Regions from separate parts of the Cricetulus griseus genome. Here region 2 is linked to region 1. A link is a contact called in public Hi-C data. All regions are on one chromosome and are shown on one strand. Each heading gives the region's core, a stretch centred on a gene start, on an enhancer-like site or on the middle of the called end of the contact. The rest is flanking DNA. Distances are from core to core; before and after follow the strand shown.

Evidence for each region. Hi-C and Micro-C count contacts between places; a contact is called where the count stands out from the background.
Region 2: a Hi-C map of the CHL-YN cell line shows a contact between it and region 1, with 2.7 times the contacts expected there. The contact joins the promoter of Pfdn5 here to the enhancer-like site in region 1. A contact is called at or near these places in 3 of 8 Hi-C or Micro-C datasets (the CHL-YN cell line, fibroblasts and liver).

What each region holds. Positions count from the first base shown.
Region 1 is chr2:398,625,278-398,631,131 of CriGri-PICRH-1.0, reverse strand. All of the region lies in intron 2 of Rarg (retinoic acid receptor gamma), which reads left to right. Among named protein-coding and RNA genes, the nearest start is that of Itgb7, 12 kb to the right of the region's middle. Within about 2 kb of position 4,186, at least 2 of the 6 cell types and tissues checked have open chromatin away from gene starts, as enhancers often do.
Region 2 is chr2:398,701,804-398,707,744 of CriGri-PICRH-1.0, reverse strand. It overlaps Pfdn5 (prefoldin subunit 5), which reads right to left and starts at 1,518. Exons shown (of 6, transcript XM_027396693.2): 1 at 1,359-1,518; 2 at 1,056-1,158; 3 at 727-758. The coding sequence starts at 1,430. Espl1 (separin) reads right to left here. Exons shown (of 29, transcript XM_027396688.2): 21 at 5,624-5,751; 22 at 5,374-5,496; 23 at 4,722-4,877; 24 at 4,462-4,632; 25 at 4,236-4,340; 26 at 3,965-4,080; 27 at 3,713-3,796; 28 at 3,399-3,563; 29 at 2,838-3,189. The coding sequence ends at 2,982.

The sequences.
Region 1 (5,854 bases), core at 2,937-5,436:
TCCCAGGGCCAGGGTCCCCGATTCCAGGCGGCCTGGCAAGGGCAAACTTGTGACGTGGCTAGTCCTCACCCTCTCCTCCGGGCGAGGGCGCCCAGGGGGGCACTCAAGGTGGCACTGAGGGAGGAGGGGCAGCTATTTCCTATGGTGGGGGTACAAGTGACCTGGAGCGATGAGTGACCAGCAGGGCAGTTACTGCGAAGGGGGGGGCCCTTAGTGCAGTGGAAACTCGGGGTAGGGGCAATTGTCATGGGCGGGGGAGCATTTTGGTCTGAGTCGCAGTTTGGTACCGTAGTTAGCGGGTAGTTTCGTGCTGCAAAAGTGAAGTCGGGTTCTGGGAGAGGGCATGAGGGAGGCAATCGAGGCACTTTGGGAGTGTCAGTCGCGGGATAGAGCTTCGGGGACTTTGAGGGAGGCGGCCCAGCCCTCGCGGAGGAAGGATAGCCGGAGCTAGGAGGGGTAGACTCTCCGCTGCGCTGGAGGGGGCGGGGGGGGGGACTCCGCTGCGGAGCTGGCGACGGCCTGGGCGGGGTGGGGCGGGGCCGGGTCAGGAGGAGGTGAGCGCGCCCGGCCACCCGCCCCGAGGGGGGTTCCCGGAGAGTTCACCGCGGGAGCGCGCTCTGGCCCTTGGACCGGGGGTGGGAAGAACGGGAAGGAAGGAGGCGGTAGCGCGCGCTGAGCCGCAGGAATGCAGTGTTCTGGTCCGAAACGCGCGCGCGCGCAGGCGCGCGCACGAAGGGCGAAGGAGGAGTCGGGCCCGGGAATGAGGGGGGTGGAGGTAATGCAGGTCCTCCGACTCTGGAGACCAGCGGTGCGCGAGGCATTTCAAGGTTCCCTTCTACACAGCCATCCTTAACACCCTTGCTTGTGTTGACTTGTATGCCGAAGAAATAGTGTGTGTGTGGGGGGACACTCTGTGAGAGGAAATGCGTGCATTTGGTTCCTCCATTCCTTCCCCCAGTTCCAACCTGGACACGCGCCTTAAGTGCAAATGCGTGCAAAACCTCCCGGTCTGTGGAGAGAACATGATTGCAAGCGTTTTCCTGAGCCAGGTGTATTTACACAAATTTGGGCACCTATGAATTTATGTGGGTGCAGATATGCTTGTGCACTGTTGCACGTTTGCAAATTTGTGTTCCCTGCCAAGATACATGCATGCACAGATGTATGTCTAAGCAAACGCGTGCGCCGCGCAGCGAGTAGACGTATGCGAATGTGTTTGTGCTCCACTCCCAGCTCTGCTCATCTTGGTGCCCGGCCCCCTTCCCTCTCCAAGCCCCACCCCCATCCCTTCAGGCTCTGCTTTTACAAAAGGTCTCCACAGTGCTAGCTGCCCAGGCACCCTAAGTGAGCCAGACCGAGGCAGAAGCTGCTGCTTCGCCTTCGTGCCCCGCCCAGTCCTTTCCCTTGCTGGGGATCCCCCTCTTCCCCGCCCACCCCTTACCCCCCATGCATCTCAGCGCCCTATGCTAGCCCTCCCCCTCCCCCCTCCAGGAGCAGGGCGCTGCGGGGGGAGGAGGGGGAATGGGCTGCGGGTCCTTGGTATTCTAGCACCCAGTTTCTCTCCAAGCCGGGTCGCGATGTACGACTGCATGGAATCCTTTGCCCCGGGTCCGCGACGGCTGTATGGGGCCGCGGGGCCCGGGGCCGGCTTGCTACGCAGAGCCACTGGCAGCTCTTGTTTCGCCGGACTTGAGTCTTTTGCCTGGGCGCAACCTGCCAGTCTACAATGTAGGTATTCGAGTTCGGGGGTAGGGTATTGGGTGCACCAGAAGCGGGTGCTTGCTATTTCCGTATGTGAAGTTTGGGACTGGGGTGCAAGCGGGGGTATTCTGATCCTTTCTATGTGAGGTACTGGCCCTTTAAACGTGAGGGCCTGAGTCCGTCTCCTTTGCGTGAGTGCTGTAGTGTTTGGAGTTGTGTATGGTTTTTATGGTGGGTATTAGTTAGTGCTTTGGTTGATGCCACTCCCGAGTTCCTGGAGATAGGAGAGGCCGATGTATTTTGCTAGCGTGTTTTCAAGTCCTTAGTCTGGGAGGGATATAGCACCCAGGACAGTGGGTGGCGTATGTAAAGTCCATGCGGGAAGTTGGGAGCATTAAAAAAAAAAAAAATCGCAAAGCCTGTGAATCTCTGACTTGTGCAGATCTTTGCCTAAGAGATGTGGGTGTGGAGTAGGGGGTCCCTCTACCCACTGTCACCCTCCGCCTGGGTTGGCAAATGTGCGTGGCCCAGTGTGGGGGTGTTTGTGGCGTGAGGTCGGGAGGGCGTGTGCCTTGCGTGGCTGCGGGGGCGGTTTTGGAAAGTGCTGTGTTCTAGAGAATATCCTGTGTGCTCTGCTTGTGGGGTGCAAGGGGTGGTGCATAGAAGAGGGAGAAAGATGGATTCTGCATTTATCCTCATGAAAACAAACAACAAACAAAAAACTGGAAGCTTGTATTTGGTTGTCTTGACAGATGACTTTTTTTCTGTGGCTCCAACACACAACTTCAGCAGGAAGCGAAAAGTTTAAAGCCAAGTGTACGGAGTGGGGGGTGGTCTGGAAGTGACAGCCCGTAGGAAAGAACAATCATAAGGCCCCCAAATATCCATCTTTCCCTTTTCTGTAATGGGAGATGCCAGGCATGGGGCCCTGGAACCCCTTTCCAGAGCGGTAATAAAAAGCTGGGGACTGAAAGGCAGTAAAAATAAAGTCCAGATGAGAAGTGGCTTTGAAGCCTGGGCCACAATGCCTGGCGGGGGTGGGCTGTGAGAAGCGGCTGGGATAGGAGCCTGGAACACCCCCCCCCGCGCGCGCGCCCAGATTTACTGGGGGTTGGCACTGCACTCGTAGCCCGGGTACGGATGACTGCAGACATAGGCTCGGGGGCACTCTGGGAATGGGTGGGCAGCGGGCGGGGTGGCTGGCGCTGGGGGAGTGTGTACGCCGGGTCACTGAGCCCCCGCCAACGCGCCTCGCTCCTTGGCACTCGGCAGCGCTGTTTACAAGTTCAGTTGTTTTTTTTGTTTGTTTTTTGTTTTTTTTTTTTGTTACAGGGCAGAGCTGCTCAGATTTAACAACTGGGAGAGTGGGAAAGGGAGGTAACACAGGAGACAGTATTGGGGTTGGGTGGGATAAGAATTGAAGTGCGCTATTTAAAGGGTGAGAAAACATGGTACTAATACATTGCACCGAATTTCTGTGAATTCTTAAACTTGTCATGCCCAGGATAATGGGGGATTAGGCACGTTGGTTGGCGGTGGAGGTAGAGATGTCTTGGGGTGGGGGTTGGCCACAGTGGTCCTGGGCAGGGATCAGTAGACCTTTAGAGGCCGTTTGGGCTTGGTAGCTCAATGTTTTTGCATTTTAGTTTGAGCCAGTAAGTTTGGCCAGTAGGGTCCTCGTGAGCACACAAAACCAACAGCAGGCCTCCCGCCACACTCTGAGAGAGGGAAAGTGATTTAGAGTAGAGCTGGATGGTGTGTTTGTGACACTTAGATGGGGACTTTGGTGTCTTGGTGTTCAGTGCTGTCCCACTGTGGTTTGTACGGGGGTAGAGTTGTTGGCTTGTAAATGTGAAGCCCACTGTTGGGTTTTGGGTGTGATCCACCTACATGGAGTGAGTGTGGTTTAATGTCTGAGATCCTCTGTGTAGAGTTCTGGCTCCAGCTAAGGAGCACACAGTCAGTCTGCCTGCTTTTGTGTCTGTGTGATGCTGGCCTACAAAAGTGTGTGTCTTCAAGGAGATGTATACTATATACTAGGTTGTGAGTCTGGGCAGCTCAGCTCTGGGCCTCGCAGCTGGGAGCGTTTACAGCCGGTTATAACGAGTTTGTTTGAAGCTCCGCTCAGCCTGGCCAGGAATTTCCTCAATTTCAGCAATTTGGGCTTTAAAAGGAGAAAACCCCAGAGCCCACCCCCTCCTCCTCAGCAGGGGCCCCTTCTTAGTCCAGGGACAGCATCCCACTGTAGAGGTCTCAGCGATCACCCTGCGTCCCAGAAGACCCTGTTAGCATTTTAGCTCCCTCCACCCACAGTGACCTCAGAGCCATTGGATTGCACTTTAGGTGGGGATGTGCCAGAGGGTTGTCGAGAATGGGTGACAGTGCCACTAAGATGGGAAAAACTGCCCAAGGGCAGGCTCTCTGGGGCCTTCTATCTTATAATTGGCTGGTGCTACCCCATGCCAGTCTGACCGCACCCAGGCCTTGCGCAAGAGAGGAAATGAGGAAATGGGGTAGTGCTCTGTGGGTAAGGAGGGTGTCAGTGCAGGAGAGAGTACCACCCCACGCACAGGCCTATGGGCAAGGCACATGCCCTGGGGACCCCGGGATGGGCTGAAAGAGCAAGGACCTAAAAGGCATTCCAGTCCTTCCCACGCCTCTCGGCACCTATACACAGGCAGCCCCACCCCCAGTCTTGAATAAACTCCCAGCACCCTTCTGCCCCCACTGCTTTCAGGGGGAATCTAACTCCAGCAGGATTCTTATGCTAATTAGTAGGTGGGGGTGGGGTGGTTGGGGAGGGCTTCCCTCTTTGTAAGGTGGGTGGAACTGGTCTGGAACCCCAGCTTTTGGGCCTCCCTCTTATTGCTTTGGGTCAGATGGACTTGCGACCAGGTGGGCTACAGAGGGTCAGAGGAAGGATGTGTTACAGGAGGTGGGTTCAAAGTTCACTGAGGGTCTTCAGGATTTCTTTCAGTCACTTGGGCCTTCCAAATGTGGGCAACAGGTCCCTCAGGCAGAATAATTTTCAAATGTCCTGAGCCTCTGAGGATGAGCCCCACACTCACACAGCCTAAGGCATGTCCCTAGCAGCTACCTCTAGAAAGTGTGGGCTTCCCCTACTCTGGGCCTAGGCTAAGACTCCTTACAAACTATAGTTGCTATTTTCTGAAGGCAATCCAGGAGTGAAGCCTGGCTAGAAAGGGTCTGAGATAGCTCCCTTCCCCCTCACCTCTGTTTACCCTAGGTCACCTGACTCTCTGCTCACCCTACACTGCTTCTAGACCTAAGGATCTGAGCAAATACCTGTCTCTCTCTTCTTTCACTAAAGGGCACTTAGCTCTGGTCAGAGGACCTGAGAGCCTTGTCTCTGCTGTCAGCTGGCGGTGTGAAACTGAGCTGCTCACGCTACCAGTTATGCTTCCCTTCTGATCTGAGGTCTTGGGAGTGAATTAAATGAATTAAGTCATTCATCCAGGTGCCAGCTGTAGGTGGCCTGTAACTGCCCCATTGACCTCCATATCTGCTGCCCACGCCCCAATTGCTCCCAGAGGCTGAGGATGGTGGAACTCAGGGTTACCAGAGTGCCAGGGAGCGAGCCCTAACCCTTCCACTCTGTACCTTTTTTTTATTTTATTTTTTGGTATGGGTGTTTTGCCTGTATGTTTTTGTGTACTGTGTATGTGCCTGGTGCCCACAGAGGCTAGAAGAGGGAACTGGATCCCCTGGAACTGGTGTTACAAATGGTTGTGAGCCACCACATAGATACTGGGAATTGAATACTGGGTCCCTCTAGGGTCAGTGCTCTTAACCAGTGGGCCATCTCTCCAACTTTATGATTGGGGAAACAGAAGCAGAGACATTAACTTCTAGGTTGGCCTTGGTCTGGAATTTGGAGAAATGAGCATTGATATAGAAGAGTTGGCCAGGTGGGGGCTGGGGTGGGGTCGGGGTGGTGGTGGTGGTAGAGGCCTGGAATCCCAGCAAGCTGCAATGACAGTGGCTGTCTGAGCTTTCTGTGTGTGGGGGGGTGGGGGTAAGTACCTGCTAAGGGCTTATGAACAGTGGTGACAACAGCTGCCACCAGCAGGTCCAAAGGAAGAGAGGATGGTCATTAGATGAGATTGCTTCAGCTGACCTTCTCATACTGGTT
Region 2 (5,941 bases), core at 269-2,768, 79 kb before region 1:
GGTGTCAAAGTGTCAGATCCTGGAAACTGGAGTGTGGGTGCTGGGAATTGGACCTGGTCCTCTGGAAGAGCAGCCAGTGCTCTTAACCACTGAGCCATTTCTCCAGCACCACACTATCACTATTATTTAACTTAAGCAATCTTCACAAATTAGGTTTCTCTCTTAGCCTGCGGTTTCACGGATTATTTTCAACAAATGGAAAAACAATCTAGGTTTCTTATTAAAAGTAGTTTTGGAATGAGCCACAATTAAGATGAAACTAACAGAGCCAAGTTCCCAATTTCACTATCTTACTATTTCCCTATTGCTTTAACCAACTGCCAGTTTTATCTCCATATTAGATGAACATCCCACACAGCAAAGAGAAACATTACACTTCAATTCTTCATTGAACTCTGATGGAAAGAAAGTATTGGATAGCTACTGGTCCTAGGTTAAGACAAGAGAATTATGAAATGTGTATGACTCTTTTTTTTGGTTTCCAAGCCAGGATTTCTCTGTGTAGCCCTCGTTGTCCTAGAACTCGTTCTGTGGAGCAGGCTGGTCTCGAACTCACAGAGATCCACTTGCCTCTGCCTCCCAAGTGCTGGGATCACCATGGGTTCCCTATCACCATGCCGGCTATGATTGTTCTTAAAATCTTTGGCTGACTGTTATCAAAATTCTCCCGGTTTGGGGGAATGACGGAGAAAGAAGGTAAGGTAGCATTTCCTGTGGAAAGGATACAGAACTCGTCAGCGGAACCAGTAATTCTTTTCCTGTGAAAGTAATGAAGACAAACAGCTGGGGAAGGCTGGCCGCTCCCACGTGAAGACGTTAGGGGGAGGGAGCTCCTACGGGGCATCCAGACAGTGAAAAGAACAGCAACAGAGGTGACGGGAGCTGAGGGATGTCTTGTGCATTTTAGCTTTCCCGTAGGCAGCATGCAGGGCCTTGTGTGGCTATACACACTACGTAACGGGCAGTTTTCTCTACGGAAAACCAGAGCGGGAGGACACGGCAGAGACGCGGGCTAGCGACGGTTCCCCAGGTGCCCTCACCCGCCTCACCCATACCCTCGTTGCTCTTGTTCAGCACGTTCAGACAGTCCTTGGCTTCCACGTACTTGGTCTGCACCACCTTGAGCTGAGCAATAGACGTGGACAGAAACTCCACTTCCTACAGAAACGGAGATAAAAGGGGTCAGTCAGCCCGGGGACCCGAGAGGGCAGCTGGGCTCGGCCAGAGGGGGCGGGACCTGGGACCGGATAGGGGTTTCCCTGGGAAAGGAAGCCTCCCCAACGGGAAGGCGCGGGGCGAACGACTTCGCGCGGCCGGAGGACGTGGTACGCGAGGAAGGTGAAGGGACTGGGCCTCACCTGGTCCAGCTGGTTCTTGAGCATTTCCAGTTGTGGCAAATTCAGCTCCGTGATGTTAATCGACTGCGCCATGTTGGGTAGGAGGACTACCGAAGAGGAAGCCGGCTCGGCGTGCGCCGCTCTAGCCAGCCTCCGCGATATTTCTGTGGTGCCGCCCGGGGATACGCTCTGCGCTGCTCGTCTCTATGACCCTGGGTCTCTGAAGGATCTCCAGCTTGATTTATAGAGGATAACGGAGACGCTGAGTATACTAGAGCCAGCACGACTCAGCAGCAAAAAACAGGGCTTTAGCCTTCAAGGAACTGGAAACTCTTGAAAGTCCTTAGGACGCAACCGCAAGATTGTAAAGCTGTTTACGCTGCTGCACGTTGATAGGACAACTCTGGTGACAGGCCAGGAGGGAGCCTGTGTTGTGACAGAACCACTAAGGTGCTTGTGGAAACGGTGCTTTAAAGGACAAACGAAGTGGAAAGGACGCTAACGAGCCACCAACTACCGACCAACAAATATAGCTTAAGTTTGTGTGTCTGTTTTGTCTGCGTGTGTGTGTGTGTGTGTGTGTGTGTGTGTGTGTGTGTGTGTGTAGTGTTAAGGACGCTGGATTGCTTGGAGCTGGAGTTACACTTAGTTGGTAGCCTCCATCTGAATACTGGGAACTGAACCTAGGTCGTCTGGAAGAACAATCCAGTGTCCTTAACTGCTGAGCATCTGTCTAGTGCCAGCATAATTATGCTACGTGTGTTAAATATGAGTGATTTATAAATGTAAGATATATGCTTCCCCCGCCTGGTGGTGGTGGTGGCCACTCCTTTAATCCCAGCACTAGGGAGGCAGAGACCGTCGGATCTCTGTGAGTTCCAGGACAGCCAGGACTGTTACACAAGGGAAGTCCTGTCTTGAAAAAACAATATATATGCTTCCTCAAAACAATTTAGGTAGGGAGACAGAAGCTGTCTGTGAGTAGCAAAAGCTCATAGAATCTGGACTAAGTGTAGTAGCCCTAGTGAGAAGAACAGTGGTTTCTAAAATCACTGAGCAGAGGCAAGGACAATGGAGACATTAAACACACCCTCTACACTCTCCTTGCCTGTGCTTGCCTTTCACTGGGGCATTTTGATGACCTTCTGTCCTGCTCTATCACCCAAGGCCCAGCCACACTCAACTGTGGGAATTCTGTCACTGGTCTACCAGCCAACTGAGAGGCATTTTGTTGTTGTTCAGGAGGTGGGGTTTTCATTGGGGATGTGACTGAGGAAGCCAGCAACAGTGGGGGGTAGAGGTGGCTTGTGTCTCAGCTCAGGCTCCCTTTTTTGTTTTTTAATATTTGTGCACAGGATTTTGCATTTTAATAAACCATAAAGAAATTTTTATCACCCAACTTTGTCTTTTGGCTTTCTTCCCAAAGCTCCTTCCACCTGCTTATATCTGCACAGCAGGAGTTGAGGGAAGGAGCTATCAGATCTGTAGATGCTCTTGAAATGAGGCTTGGTATATCTTTTATTAAGGTCACATTAAAAGGAAACATTTCATACAAAACACCAGGGAAAATCACTTTAAAAATTCTAAATAGTTAAAACTAAGTTGGTAGGTAGACACATAGCTTCTACCATAAATACAACAGCTTCAGGGTGTTTGTAGAGAGACAGGTAGGCCATAGGCTACAGGTGCAGCACCAATAAGATACTTGAGTCGAGGAGCCTGGCGGGCCTGGCTGACATAGTAGAGAAGGGGGGCCCCTGGGCCTGCTCCTAGCCAGCCCTGCAGCAAAGCTTCTGTATAACGGTCAATGTCACGGTCAGTCACATCCCAGAGATTACCTAGAAACAAGGGGCTGCGAAGAAAAAAGAAATACAAAGTAAGGGCTATGTAACAGAAATATTGGAAAACATTATTGGTGATAGATATGTAAAGAGGCTTCGAGCAATGAGGAGCTCCCTTGGCTTATAGTTCTAGGAGGGCCCTAGACAGGAGACAGGAGAAACCTGGGGATAGGGACAAGAGTTTTAATACCCTACAGTGGGTCTCATTCCTTGGCCTTACCAGCCAGCCATGATGTACTTGAGCACGATACCAGCTCCCTCCAGGTTTCCATGCACAGCGAGGGCTGCACTGCTACAGCCAAACAGCAGGGCCACTGCCCTGCAGCTCAGCCGCATGACAGCCTGCCCATCAAGGAATCGGGCACCAGCTCCATGCCCTGCATAGCTAAGGCAGAGGAAGGGACATAAATAATTATTGAGTCATCATTCCTAGGCCCCTACCGGTTTCCAGAGACTCTACAATGTCAAATCAACCCATAGTGATACTGTCCTCTAGAATGCACCTCACCCTACTTCCCTGACCCAAACGCTCACATATATAAGTCACGCTCTGTCAAGGCAGCCTGCACCTGCTCAAGGCTTGGCACTTCCCCAATCACTCCTTTCCAGCCAGCTTCACTGCAAGGAACAGACAGAAGTCAGTATGTGGCAGACACCATGTAGCAAAGAGGGAAAAGGGGAACAGGAGACAGAAATGAGATGCAATAACTGATTCTAGAGCAAGAGCACATATATTGCCCCTGTGTGATGTCTCTACCCCCCCCCTTTTTGCCCTCATTTCCAGACCTGCTGAAACTGGCTCGAAATCTCTCCTCTGTGCTTGACAGGTTATTGTGAGGGTTTAGGACATAGAAGGTATTCCGTGGATCCACACCTTGGTTCAGAACTGATGAGGCCCCAGCCTGAGGGGAAAGCACTGTCAATTAGGGTCTTGGTCTGTCCAGGAGGCCCAGCTCCCAGCATACTAATAGTTCCATTCCAAAACTGACCCATTGTTCAGCTACTCCTATCTTCCCATGGCTCCAGAATCCCCAGGCCCTATGCCCCGTTTTCCCACCTCTTTAGTGATGGAATAGCTGAGGAGGAAGTGGAAGGAGGGCAGCCGGGTGACAGGCAGTGCTCGCAGGCTGGACATGCTTTCCCATGGCAGCTTCTGCAGGTCCTAGGGAAAAAACACTTCAAGGTTACTCTCCCCAGCCACATAAATACAAATGTCTGAAGGGCCCAGAGATGAGCTCATGCTCACTACCCTCTGGATACTGCTCAGTGCCTCAGCTCTTTACCTTGTCTAGGACCAACACAAGATGCTGACTTCGAGGAGCCACCTGGCCCTGCACCCGTCCTACAGCCTCGCTCAAGAGCACTCGGGCACGCTCTGGCTGGGATGGGCACAGCCCATATGCCAAGGCCTGAACATCCTGGCTGGTGAGGGTTCTAGCACCACTAAGAATGACCTACAGGAAAATAATGGTTAGTGGGTATGGGTGACCCTGGCTGGTAGAAAACCATCACCACAGCTTCCCCTTCCATTTTTTGAACTCACTTTTAGGAGAGTGGAATCAGGATATTCCCAGCCACATTCCTGCAGCAACTCTTGTAAGTGGGAGGCCTCCTGGGCAGGGCCAGGGTCTGCACTAGATGGCAGTAGCAGCCCCCGCCAGCAGCCCAGGACATGCTCCTCTAAGGAGGTGATGAGTTCCTAGGGCAGTTAGATAGGAAACATATTTAGAAATGAGGAATTTCTATCAGTCTTAAAAAGTCTATGTCTTGGGGCTGGAGACATGGCTCAGAGGTTAAGAGCACTGACTGCTCTTCCAGAGGTCCTGAGTTCAATTCCCAACAACCACATGATGGCTCACAACTATCCGTTATGTGATCTGGCTCCCCCTCTTCTGGTGTGCAGATATACATGGAAGCAGAATGTTGTATATATAATAAATAAATAAAATCTTTAAAAAAAAAGTCTTTGTCTTTTCATTTTCTGAGACACTCAAAAATTAAAAACATAGGTAGGTGGTGGTGGTGATGGTGCACACCTTTAATTCCAGCACTCATGATCTCTGTGAGTTTGAGGCCAGGCTGGTCTACAGAGTGAGTTCCAGGAAGCCAAGGCGAACAGAGAAACCCTGTCAAGATCCTTCCCCCTCCGCTCTGTGCCTTCCACGCCCGCCCTGCCCTGCCCTGGGAGCACACACCTCCATCCTTTGATCTAGTGCCAGCCTCCCTGTCCACCATGCTCGTTTCTCAGTGCAGCTGCTGTTTTCTTTCTGGTCCTTCTGGATGGCATCAAACTCTTTCAGCACGGAGCTTAGTGGGAACTATGGGAGATGAGGAGTTATGAGATTTGCTTACCTAGTGACTGTCACCTTCCCATCCCATAGGGACAGAGTTTAGGCATCAAGGTCCATGAAGGGCAAAATCTAGTCCTTGGTACAGGAACTCTACCTTGCTTTGGGCAGTGGGAATCTTCACAGTAACTGGAGGGTTGTCCTTTTCCAGTCGGGTCAGTAGGAGAGTATTACTCAAGGTTCCAGGCTGGAGGGTAGCCAGGGCCAACACACAGACAATCACTCCTAATACACACAAGACACACTCAGAATCAATAAACTCAGGAGGCACTTGCAGACCTGCCTCCTACAGAGTCCCTCAAGACAACTCCCAGAAGTCTTCCTTTGTCAATGGAGTTCAAGGTGAGCTCTCTTGCTCCTACAGCTCCTGGCAACAGGCAGCTGGTACTTCTTTGTACCCCTCACAGCAATTAAC